3 separate regions of the Pan troglodytes genome follow, and regions 1 and 2 are each linked to region 3. A link is a contact called in public Hi-C data. All regions are on one chromosome and are shown on one strand. Each heading gives the region's core, a stretch centred on a gene start, on an enhancer-like site or on the middle of the called end of the contact. The rest is flanking DNA. Distances are from core to core; before and after follow the strand shown. Region 1 has its middle 160 kb from the start of BCOR. Region 2 has its middle 250 kb from the start of MIR3937. Region 3 overlaps BCOR (BCL6 corepressor).

Region 1 (3,560 bases), core at 359-2,858, 140 kb before region 3:
AGAGCAGAGGCCATGTGGAGACCTGCGGCTTGGTCCCGACTGGTGCAGTGGCCTCTGCTCTGGTGTGGGCTGGCGGTTTCCCCGCGCCCGGTGACCTTAAGGGGGTTTCCGGAGTCGCGCAGCCAGCCCTTCCTCCCAGCTTCTCCGGCCAAGGCCGCTCTCGGCCGCCCAGCCTGGTCGGGCTCGGCTAGTCGGCTCCTCGCCCCGGGCAGGAGTGCGGTTGGTGAAAGCAATCGGGGCCTCACCCACGCTCTGTGCACACGCGCCCCGCCGGGGCGGGAGCCGGAGCCGCGCTCCAACAGCCTGAAATTGCCAAATGGTCGCTGGGCAGGGTTGGGGATAGACTTTAGGAACCGGGTTTGAGCTGGAGAAGACGAGGAAAACGAGTGAAACGGGAGAGGCGGGGTGGGGTGACGGCTCATAAATCATCCAGCCCCACCCTCAGGCCTCAGTGCAGAGGCGCCCTAGCCCCACGAGGAAGAGGAGGTTCACCCGGCCACTCCTGGCCGACCTCTGAGCTCTCCGGGAGCCAGCGCCCCACCCTAGGCTCAGGCCGCGCTAGGACCAGCTCCCGGCCCAGATCGTAAACCACCCGCCGGAATCGGCGGAAAGCCGCCCTTGGACACAGCGCGCATCCGCCCAAGGGGAAGTTTATTTATAGCTTGTAAACGTAAAGGAAACCAGACCGCGCTACCTCGCCGCGCTCCGGCTGCTTCGCTCCCCACCTGCCCACCAGGAGGGCGCGACGGGTGGAGGGAGGTGGGGTTTGGTTCTGTGCCCCCCCTCCCCCGCTCCCGCTCCCGCTCCGCTGCCAGGGGAGAACAGGGTCCTAAGAGGCTGGCAAGCTTACATTCCTCTCGGGACGCCTATCCAGTGCCATGAAAGCCGGAGGGGGCGGAGGACAGGGCCCGGGCACCGGAGTGGTTAGGGTGGGGGTGGCCGAGCTGGCCCACTTGGCACGGAAGGGCAGGCAGGCCAGGCGCCGCGGCGCGGGATTCCACAGCTCCCGCTCCGGACCGGGGGAAATCCTGGAGTGCCAGAGAGCCCGGGGAGGGGGCGCTCCGGGAGCCTCTCCTTGAAAGTCGGGATGCTTTCCCCGTTCCTCCCGCGCACGTGTCCTCAGCAGAGCAGGCAAGCGCTGCGCGCCTCGGGCTGCGATCCTCGGGTGACAGCGACTGAGAGCGCGCCCTCTCCACCCCCCACCCCCGCCGTCGCCGCCTCTCCTGGGGAGCTCCAGTCTCCAGGGTGCGCTCGGGGCAGGCCCCAGGAGCCAGAGAAACGGAAAAGTGCCGGGGGAGGCGATTAGGAAGAGAAGACATTAAAAAGCCCAGCCCTGAAAGACAGGCAGCCGAGCTGAAAAAGACGCCTGCGAGCCCACACCCCGCCGCCCCTCGCGTACTGCGCCCAGACGGCCCCTCCTTGTCCCGGCTGAGCGCACCCACCCCCGGCCTCGGCCGGGGCGAATTCCTGTGTGTGTGTGTGTGCGCGCGCGCGCGCGCGCGCTCGAGTGCCGGGAGGGCAGTTGCGAAACGGGCTCTTGGCTGCAGCGCGGCATAATGGAGGTGGCTGGAACAATGCGCGCTTTGTGCGCGCGGGGAGTTGTTTTCCACCCGCCTCGCCCCCCTTGCTCGGGCCGTATGGCACTTTAATCTCCGCCACGACTCGGCACAAATGCACTTGTGTCCTGCGGGTCACTGGGGGCCGTGCGGCTGGAGCCGCCCCCACCCCGACCCCCGCGGACCCCACCGCCGGCTGCCCCATCTTCCTTCCTGAGCACCCCCCACCACCACCTCAATTCCCGGCGTGGGCCGGTGAGCTGGCGTGGAAGCTTCCGGGCCCGCCGGCCACTTTTATTTTCCGTGAAGACGGCCCCTCCCCCGCTCCACGAGCGCGCGCGCGCGCGCGCACACACACACACACACACACACGCCGCCCGCAGGCCCCACACTCACCGCCCTCTCTCGCCTAGCCTCTCCTCGGCCCGCCTCCGCCCCCGCCCCCGCCCCGCGCTCCGGACTCCTGCGAACAATAGTAAATGTCAACAGATTCCGCGCGGCGAGTGTCTGACTCGGCCGAGATAAGGGTGCGCGGTTGGCCCCGCGCTCCTCGTCGCCGCGGGGGGAGCCCACCCTGACCCCGGCTGGAAGGAACCGGCTGTGACTAAACCCGTGCCGGGAGAGGGGGGCGGGAGGGCAGGGCACCAGTCCCAGCTCGGTGGGGCAGCCTCGCCAGGAGACCAGGCCCTGCCCCGCCCCCACCCCACTTAACCCGTTGCCGATGGGGGAACCTATGGGCACCGTAAAAGCCGCGGGGTCGACGTGGCGGTCGGGCCTGCTTTTGGCCCACAGCTGCAATCTCCAGAGGATACCGGCAAAACGCTGATCCACGTGAGGACTAGCAGTTTTCGACCTACTGGGAGCCAGCACCTGAAGCAAAGGATTCGAGTCCTGATGTCCGGAGACTCATTAAAATATTTTTCTAAGCGGGCACACACTCGCAGGTCCTCCTCCTTGGTCGTCGGTAACCCACCACCCAACCGAATTAAAATTCGCAAATTGATTCCCACGCGTTGGTATTAATGGGTTGTTCCTCTTAAATTGTTGCCAACTTTGCTAATGGATTATTATTTAAATGATTTCTTTTTCATAAAGTACGTGTTGTTTTATAGATGCGTATTTACTTAAAGAAATCAACTGCATGTATTAACATATTAAAGAGAGAATAAAGCATCGGGGCCGGTGTAATGTACTGTTCAGCCTTACTTTGGGTGCTCTCGAAGATAGGAAAATCTTATTTGTTTAATAATAAGTCACTCATGAATATGCAAATGGCATCGGTGCAGTACCTCACTTCTGTCACTATTAATGAGTTGCAAATTAATGTGACAACAAAAGGAAAATCTATTTAGTGGAGGAACTCAGGTTCCTACCTGGGGAGATCACAAGCAAGCCTGGAACTTGAGTCTCCAGGCAGGAGAGGACTGGGGATGGACACGTACCTCCTCACGTAGTGTTTTCCTGGAGCCTCCACTATTGTTTGGTTTCAGGGACCTGCTTTGTCAGGAACCCCTTAAAATTCCTGCTCCAGACCAGAGGAAGAAAGGCTGCTCCAGGGTAATTAGGGCCAAGTGTGATTAATGGAAATCAACCCACAGTTTGAAGTAAAGCAGTTGGCCAAGCAGATTTTGGGGGATCTCCTCCCCCCAGCTTAAAGATTCCCCAAAGCCTTTTTGACCTCTGTTGCTTTGGACAGGGTTGAGGACGTAAATAGCGAATTAGCCCTCACAGGCCTGATCACAGGTATTAAGACAGCACCCTATGCACTTGAATTTTACGAGGTGACTTTGCTGATGGGAGATTTAAGAGCAGATCAGCTCATTTTCCTGCCGACCTACTTCCCAGAGGTTACAGACTGAAGTCTGGTTGTCTTCCATTTGAGCCTTCATTCTTTTCTGGCCTACACACCAGAGCCTATTTTTATTTCATCGATGATGCTGAAGAGAGTGTTTCTAATTCAGTTAAGTTTGGAAACATCGCTGAGAAAAAATAAATGTTGAGCTG
Region 2 (3,777 bases), core at 380-2,879, 250 kb before region 3:
TTTGCCCTCAACACTTCTGCACACGCACATGTGCACGCACACAGCCTTGTTTTACCTTTTCTCCAGAACTAAACTGGACAGACTTTGCCATTTCTTTCAACAGGACAAGGAGAAGGTAGAAAGGGCCCTCTCAGGCATCAGCCTCTTAAAAGGACAAATTTCTTGAAGCAAAGAAAGTTCTAGTCCCCAGTCTGAGACCCATTCTGTCTCTCCATCCCCAAGTGATGACACAACCCCTTCGTTCTCAAAGATCTGTTTAAATATGTAGGTGGTCTTGCTTGAGTCAACTGGTTTTTATGTCGGCATTGACCTCAGTCCTGAGATCCTAGATTGCCCAGCTGGCAGAGCACTGGAGGGTAGAGCTCGCTGCAAGTGAGGCCAGCCCACCCCCAGCCTTCTGATGGGCCACTGAGGCCACCCCATTGGGCTGGTCATCTGCAGCCGGTGTCCTCTCCTGACCTCTGCTCTAATCTCAAGGACACCCTTTATTTAGACACCACAGTCCAGCCTGAGCCTCAAGTCCTCGATTCATTGGCTGGACATGAGCCAGGGACAGCCACAGGCTGGCTCCAGAGGGCTCCCCAAAAGAGGCCACAGAGGCCCCAGGAGGCAGGCTCTGGCCGAGCTGGAACAGAGAACGGAGGTTTAAATTTCCGAGGCCTCAGTTCGAATTCCAGCTCTCTCACTGGCGATGACCTTGATCCGTGGGGTAACTTCCCTGAGCCTGGTACCTGCATCAATCAAATGGAAGAGGAGAAGACCACGTGAACGTGGAGCAGAGTGAGATGCAAAGATGCTGGCCTTGACGTTTGTAGTGATTAGTGAGGCAGCCACAAGCCAAGGAAGGCCAGCAGCCACCAGAAGCCAGAAGAGGCAAGGGACAGATTTTTCACTGGATTCTCATGAGAAAGTATGGCCCAGTGAAACTGACTTCAGGCTTCTAGCTTCCAGAACCATAAGAGAATATATTCCTACTGTTTTAAGCCACCAAATTGTGGTCATTTGTTATAGGCAGCCATAGGAAGCTAAGACAGAATTTACAAAGGGCCTCCGGGAGACCTCTGTGAAATGGTACTAGATATTGACTTGTATTATCTTAATGGGCCCTGACAACGAGCTTTTAAGGTAGTGGGCAAGGCAAGCCTTGTCAGTGTTTTACTGATTAGGAAATGGAGGCTTTGAGAAATTAAGCGTCTTGTTCGAGGTCACATGTTGTTTGGTGGCAGAGCTGGGACTGGAACAGAGGTGACCCAGAGCCTGGTGCTGGTCCCTTTCCACCACCCGCCATGCCCTGTGCCCACCCTCCCTCCTCTGACCAAGTCTAAGCAGGTGGAAAGTAGGGCTTGGCCTCCAGTGGGAGCTTAGCAAGGCCTCTCAAGGGCCTGGAGGACAAGGGGACCCTTCTCTAGCCCCCTGCCTGGCCCTGGGTGTTTGCATTTGGACATGTGCTGTGGCAGAGGCATCACGGGGGCACTGGATGCTCCATCTGGAGTTACATCTCTTCTCCTAGAGGAAAGGGAATCCAGGGACATGAATTCTCTCTCAGTGACTCACCTCTGAGCCCTGTCAGGTCTCCCCGGGCTTCAGATTCCTCTGTGGTGACATGGAAATACTAACAGGGCCGCCCCCTCCTTGAGGAGCTGTGGAATTAGAGAATGAGCCTGCACAGAAATGCCCACGGTGAGTCGATTACCCAGTTCCGCTCTCCTCTGGCCCAAGCAGTGGCCCCGAGAGTCCCCTGGAACAGGAGGGCCTCAGGGAAATTTGCCAGGGGCACCACACAGAGAGCACGCCAGGGAGGCGTTGCTCAATCTCTCACCCACGTGGGCCCCCGGGAAAGCCCGCAGCCCAGCCATGACTCCTGAGCTGCCCTGAGAGCCTGGGACAGGCTCGCACTGCGCTCACTCATCCTCTCTGTCTCTCTCTCTCTCTCATGCTTTTCCCTTATTTTCTCATGCTTTCCCTCTCTTGTCCCCACACTCCAGAAATATGTTTCCCATCCCCTCATTTCCCTGCATTCTCTGTCCTCCTCCTCCCGTCCTCCTTGCTTGCTGGCTTTCACTTACTCTCTTCTTCTCCCTGGGGCTCTGTTCCCCACTCTGTGCCCTCTTTCATGCCCCCTGTCCATCACCCCGCCACTCTCTTGCTGTCTCGGCTTACTCTCTCCTGCTTGCCCTCTTGCTGCCTTACTTTCCTCTCTTGCCCTCTCACTCTCTGACTCTTCCGCGCTCTCTGCTGCCCTGGGCCCTCCATGGCCCCCACCCCTGCCCTGGGATCAGGCTGAGGCCAGGCTTCCGCTGAGCTTCCCTCCTTGCTTCACCTCTTCCCTGCCGTGCTGCTGCCCTCGCTCTCTCGCTGGCTTCTCCTGCAAGGACTTGCTCCATAAAGCACTCACACGGGACTTCCCCCTCAGGCTCTGCTTCTAGAGAATTCTTTCTTTTTTTTTTTTTTTTTTTTTTTGAGTCGGAGTTTCACTCTTGTTGCCCAGGCTGGAGTGCAGTGGCACGATCTTGGCTCACTGCTGCAACCTACGCCTCCCGGGTTCAAGCGATTCTCCTGCCTCAGCCTCCCAAGTAACTGGGATTACAGGTGTGTGCCACCACGCCCAGCTAATTTTTGTGTTTTTAGTAGAGCGGGGTTTCACCATGTTGGCCAGGCTGGTCTCCAACTCCTGACCTCAAGTGATCCACCCGCCTTGGCCTCCCAAAGTGCTGGGATCACAGTCATGAGCTACCGCACCTTGCCCTGGAGAATTCTTACCTAAGATACCCTGGTAGGTTCTAGAGAAGGAAAATCAGGAAAGATGTGCCTGCCCTGCCTTCCAAGAGCTTCTGGCCTGGGAGGAGAAGCATCCTGAAGGAGAATACAGGGCAATACCCCCTGTCCCAGGTGCTGCAATTGAGGTCTACTCAGCCCACCACAAAGCACCAGGGATTAGGTGATGTGTTGAGTGTGTGGAGGGATAATCGGGGAAGGCTGCATAGAGGAGGTGGCCCAGGTTAATAAGGAAATAGGGGAGGGAAGGGAGATGAAAGGGAAACAGGAAAGAAAAAAAACACAAGGCCACAGTCTCACCCACCAGGGGGCTGCCAACTGCTATATGTGGCTGGAATATGGGATAACAGGGTGGGGGGCACTAGATGAGGCCTGGAAAAGTTGCAGGAATCCATCATAGCAGGCCTCGGGGGGCTCAGCTAAGGGGATCAAACTTACTCCTGAGGGCAATGGTGAGGCATGGAAGATTGTAGAGGGATCTAGGGTTGGTCCTGAAAGGTAACCCTGGCAGCAGAGTAGAAGGCTTTGAGAGAGGCAGCTGGAGGCAGAGATTTAGACAAAGTGAGCTCTCAGGTCCCTTTCAACTTGGAAGCTCTAGAAGTCTCCAGGGGAATTACCGAGGTGGGGCGGTGGCATGGAGAAGAAACCCAGGCCAGGGGTGACCAGCCAAATCTCCTGAACATTGACGATGGGGAGAGATGGCCACCAGAGTCAACAGCAGGCAGCAGGCCTCCCTGTGGGCTGAGCTCAGCACACACTTCCAGCCCTGACGCAGAGCCAGTCCTACTTGGGCCTATCATGTGGCTAGGCCCTGAGGGTCCCAAATGTTCCCCAAGGCTGGCAGACAGGGCAGGAGGACAAACCAGCACAGATTAGACATCAGGGCAATGATGGATGGGAGAGAAGCCGCCTCAGGCCCTGGGGCAGAACCAGGTAGGCACTGGACCTCTGTATTCCTCCGAGGGATGTGGGCATTTGGGGCCCCTCCAGCCCTGCCACAGC
Region 3 (3,734 bases), core at 329-2,828:
ACAAAACTTCTTTTTGAATCTCGGGAAGGGCGGTTGACTGCATTAAGGAGCTCCCGAGACAGAATGAGGAAGGGAAAAGCCGAGAGGGCGGGAGGAGACAGGGAGACTTCCGAGGGAGGCCGATGGTCAAAGTGGGGGGTGAAACCGCTCAGGGTGACCGGGCTGGAGACCCAGGAACCCGACTCGGCGCGAAGGTGCCGCGCGAGTTCCAGCGAGCAGCCTGCCCGGCCAAGTGGCGCCTGCCCAGCCGTCGGCCGTGCCAGCTTCCTGCCCTGCCCAGGACCGCGGAGCAGTCGGGGACGCCGCCGCAGGCTGGCCCGGAATCGCAGGACAGCGGGGGGGGAGGGGGTAGCCAGGCCGCAAGTAAACTCGCACTAGAGCTTTCTGCACACCTCCGCCCTAGAGAGGGGGCCCGGACCCCCGGTCTGTGAGGCGTCGGCTTTGGCCTTCCAACCTGGGGGTGCGCGAGGAAGCAAAGACCCAGGGGGCACCCCCACCCTCGCCCGAGGGTAGGGGACAGCTGAAATGTCTTTGGTCTTGTTTGATGACCGCTTGGCGGATCTGCTCCCATCCGGGTTCTGCCGTTCCGAGGGTGCCGGGTCAGTGATACCCAGGCCGGTCTGAGCAGGCATGTGGATGAGCAAAAGCAAATCTGTCGCTCCTCCGACCGCCACCCCTCACTTAACCTTTCCTGCATCCAAGGAAGGGGAGGGCACCCAGACTCTGCCCCACCCCCCGCGGGGCGCTCCCTCTGCCTCGGAAGCTGAGACTAAGAGCGAGGGTTTTCCCCCTTTCCCCTGGGCTCGCTGGGTTTCTAACTTCCTCTAAACCTCCCTCCTCGCTCCGAAAAGCCCCGAGGAGAGGAGCTGAGAGGAAGCACGCCGCTAGTGTGCAAAATGAAGACCATGTGTGAGGCCGGCGGCATCAGAGTGCAGCTGCGGGGGTTAGGGGGTGGCAAAGGCCCCCGCGCGGCCGGAAGCTCGGGGCCGCAGCAGCCAGTGCCTCTGCTCTGCGTTGGGGACTCGGAGCCGCAGCGAGAGGCAGTGGAGAGGCAGGGCTGGCCTCGTGGCGGGAGGCGAGGAGGGGGTGCGAGGGCTGCCGCGCCGTGGGGGGCAGGGGGCGGCGACGCAGCCCCGGCTTCCTGGGCCGCAGCTGCGACCGAGGGCGCAAGAGCAGATCGTGCTCTGCGGCGGTGGCGGCTCGGGCCCGCCGCTCTAGCAGCTGAGAATCAACAAAGGGAGGCGGCGGGGGAGGGGCGCCACCGAGCGTTCGCGGGCTGCTCTGGAATAATAAAAAATAATTAATAATGATAATAAGAGAAAAATCCCCCGGCTTTCATGGCTCTGGGTTTCCGTGTGGCTGCAGCGGGAAGCGCGCTGTCCTTGAGGCGGCCTCTCTCGCCTGGCCTGCCCGCCCCTCCCCCTCCTCGCCCCCTCCCCTCCCCAGGAACCGGGAAGAGAAAGGTCTGCAGCTGACAAATATTATCCATTCTCCCCATCGATCGCGGAGTGTACAGATGTGAGCGCTTGATGTGCCCGCGGAGCGGCGGATCCTCCCTGCTCGCTCGCTCTCGCCCAGGCTCCGCTCGCCGTCCCCCTCCTCCCCCTTTGTTCTCCTCCCCTTTCCCTCTCTTTAAATAGATTTCAGGGCGCTGCCTGTTGGAGAGCAGCTGGCGATCTCTCCCGAGAGAGGGAGCGAGCGAAGCCCGAGGTGCCCTGTCACCAGCCTCCCCTCCCCCACCTCGGCTTTTCGCTACGTCCCCCCTACCCCACCTTTCTCCAGTTTCCAAAATAGAAAACACCGGGAACACCCACGTCCACTGCACCGCGAGCCCCTGGGAGCCTTTGGACCCCTCGTGCTGTTCCTTGTGTCTGTGTCTGTGCAGAGGAAGGGGAGTGCAGGGAGGGGACCCAGGGCCGCGGCAGAAGAGCCAAGGGTCCGGATCTTTCCCTGGCAGCAGCAGGGACGCAGCGTGGGTCACGCTAAGAGGGTACAGTTTACCCATTAGGGAAAGTCGGCGGAGACGGCCCTGTTATTCCTCTTTTGCAGATGGCAGATTAATCCGGCAGCGCCCGGCCTCAAAGGGACCGGCTGCTCGGCAAAGGGTTAACCCGTCGGCCGGTAATCGTGGACACGCGCGCACACACACACACGCACGCGCGCGCGCGTCCTCTCCGCCTGCCCGAGCGCCCGCCGCGGCCCGCAGTGCGCCCGGGGCTGGGGGAGTAGCTGCGGGAGGGGAGGGGGTCGGGGGAGGGGCGGGGCGGGCTTAACCAGGCCGCTCGACTGAGCCGGGGCCACCTCGCCGTCTGTCACTTAAATGATTGTCCTCCGCTCCGCTCAGTGCGGTCAGTACGGGCTGTTAACAGGCAGTTGCAATCAGTTTCCGAAAGGTCAGCCAAGGTCCTCCGGCTCTCGCAGACGGAAGGCATTACGAAACCGCTTTTGTATCTGCAGGCACTTTAGAAAAAGAGGCGAGAAGGGGCGCACCGCAGTGCCGCGGCTGCTGCGACCGGGGGAGAGGGTCGGGGGCTGCGGAGCAGAGGAGTCCGCACCCCCGCGGCCAGGGTCAGGCGGCGTGGATATCACCCGCGGAGTGACCCAGGGCCTCCGGGTTTCGGTGGGGAAGCAGGAAGGGGGTGGGGAGCAGGCGGCAAGGGAAGGAGGAGTGGGAGGAAGTGGGAGAGGCGTCCTGGCTCCTCTCCTCACCCAGCCAACAGCCCACACCCGGACCCAGACAGGAGCGGGCGGCCTTGGACGCGAGGAGACCCCACTCGGACTCCCAGGCCCTCCTGGCGCCTGGAAGTAGGGAGGGGGTGTGGGGGGGGAAAGACCCTCGCCGAGCGAGCGAGTCCCAGCGCGGTGTCTGAAGACGCTGCTGCCGCCGCCGCTAGAAGTCGTCCATCAGCAACCAGTCCAACCTGCCAGTGATAATGTGCGATCAACACCAAATCACCCCCGCCAGGCGCGATCCATCATCGCAGCGCGCCGCGGGCCCGCGTGAGGCTGACTCGCGGCTGGGGTGGGGAGGGGGGGCGCGCGGAGCAGGAGGCGGTCGCCCAGCACACCCGGACTCTCCGCGCACCTCGCTGCCCCTCCTGGAGGCCTGCACCCAGGCGCTCATAACTCTCCAAGTTCCCCAGCTACAGAGCGAAAACCCAGTGGCTCCGAGTTCTGGGCACAGCTCACTTAGGAGTCCGCGCGTCCTCCGCGCCCTGCTGTCGTGGTCACACCCTGCAAAGCCATTCCAGCCTCGGAGCTGCCCTGCCCATCCCCTCCCCCTCCTCCGAGAAACCGTGGCTGGCAGGAAATTAATATTTAATATCGTGAAATTGATTAAAGGGCTGGAAGCCGGCGATGGGTTGGGGGGAAGGGTAAGGACTCCTAGCGTAATTAAAGATCTGAGAGTCGTGGTCGTTCCTTGTCGGCCCTGGCCGCACGTGGCCTTTGTGAAGCCGAGGCGGGGTCGGACTGGGCTGAGCCTGGCGAGCCGGGGTCAGGAGCCCGTGCAGCTTAGGCTCTGGCCCGCGCGGCCGGGTTTTTTCGGGGCGGGGGTAGGGCTGGGGCGGCACAGCAGCGGCAGGGGATGAGGAGGTAACCTTAGGGCACCCGGGGCTGCGCGCAGAGCCACTCTTCCCCTGCCCGCCTGCACCGTGGGCCACTGGAGCCCGAGGGTCGGGTGCTACAACTGCTGTCTTGCTTGTACAGCACAGAAGCGCCTTTACTGACCAGGT

The links. A called contact is a pair of places that touch in the nucleus more often than the background predicts.
Region 1: a contact with region 3 is called in a Hi-C map of stem cell-derived neural progenitor cells, with 5 times the contacts expected there. The contact joins two enhancer-like sites. A contact is called at or near these places in 2 of 7 Hi-C or Micro-C datasets (induced pluripotent stem cells and stem cell-derived neural progenitor cells) and 1 of 1 datasets of contacts at active chromatin or transcription factors (stem cell-derived excitatory neurons).
Region 2: a Hi-C map of stem cell-derived neural progenitor cells shows a contact between it and region 3, with 3 times the contacts expected there. The contact joins two enhancer-like sites. A contact is called at or near these places in 1 of 7 Hi-C or Micro-C datasets (stem cell-derived neural progenitor cells) and 1 of 1 other capture datasets (stem cell-derived neural stem cells).

Annotation. Positions count from the first base shown.
Region 1 is chrX:40,438,298-40,441,857 of NHGRI_mPanTro3-v2.0_pri, forward strand. No RefSeq gene overlaps it. Among named protein-coding and RNA genes, the nearest start is that of BCOR, 160 kb to the right of the region's middle. Within about 2 kb of position 1,609, at least 13 of the 24 cell types and tissues checked have an H3K27ac peak or open chromatin away from gene starts, as enhancers often do. A contact at or near this core is called in stem cell-derived neural progenitor cells, where this site is marked.
Region 2 is chrX:40,331,997-40,335,773 of NHGRI_mPanTro3-v2.0_pri, forward strand. No RefSeq gene overlaps it. Among named protein-coding and RNA genes, the nearest start is that of MIR3937, 250 kb to the left of the region's middle. Within about 2 kb of position 1,630, at least 3 of the 24 cell types and tissues checked have an H3K27ac peak or open chromatin away from gene starts, as enhancers often do. A contact at or near this core is called in stem cell-derived neural progenitor cells and stem cell-derived neural stem cells, where this site is marked.
Region 3 is chrX:40,578,978-40,582,711 of NHGRI_mPanTro3-v2.0_pri, forward strand. All of the region lies in intron 1 of BCOR (BCL6 corepressor), which reads right to left. Among named protein-coding and RNA genes, the nearest start is that of BCOR, 23 kb to the right of the region's middle. Within about 2 kb of position 1,579, at least 12 of the 24 cell types and tissues checked have an H3K27ac peak or open chromatin away from gene starts, as enhancers often do. A contact at or near this core is called in stem cell-derived neural progenitor cells and stem cell-derived neural stem cells, where this site is marked.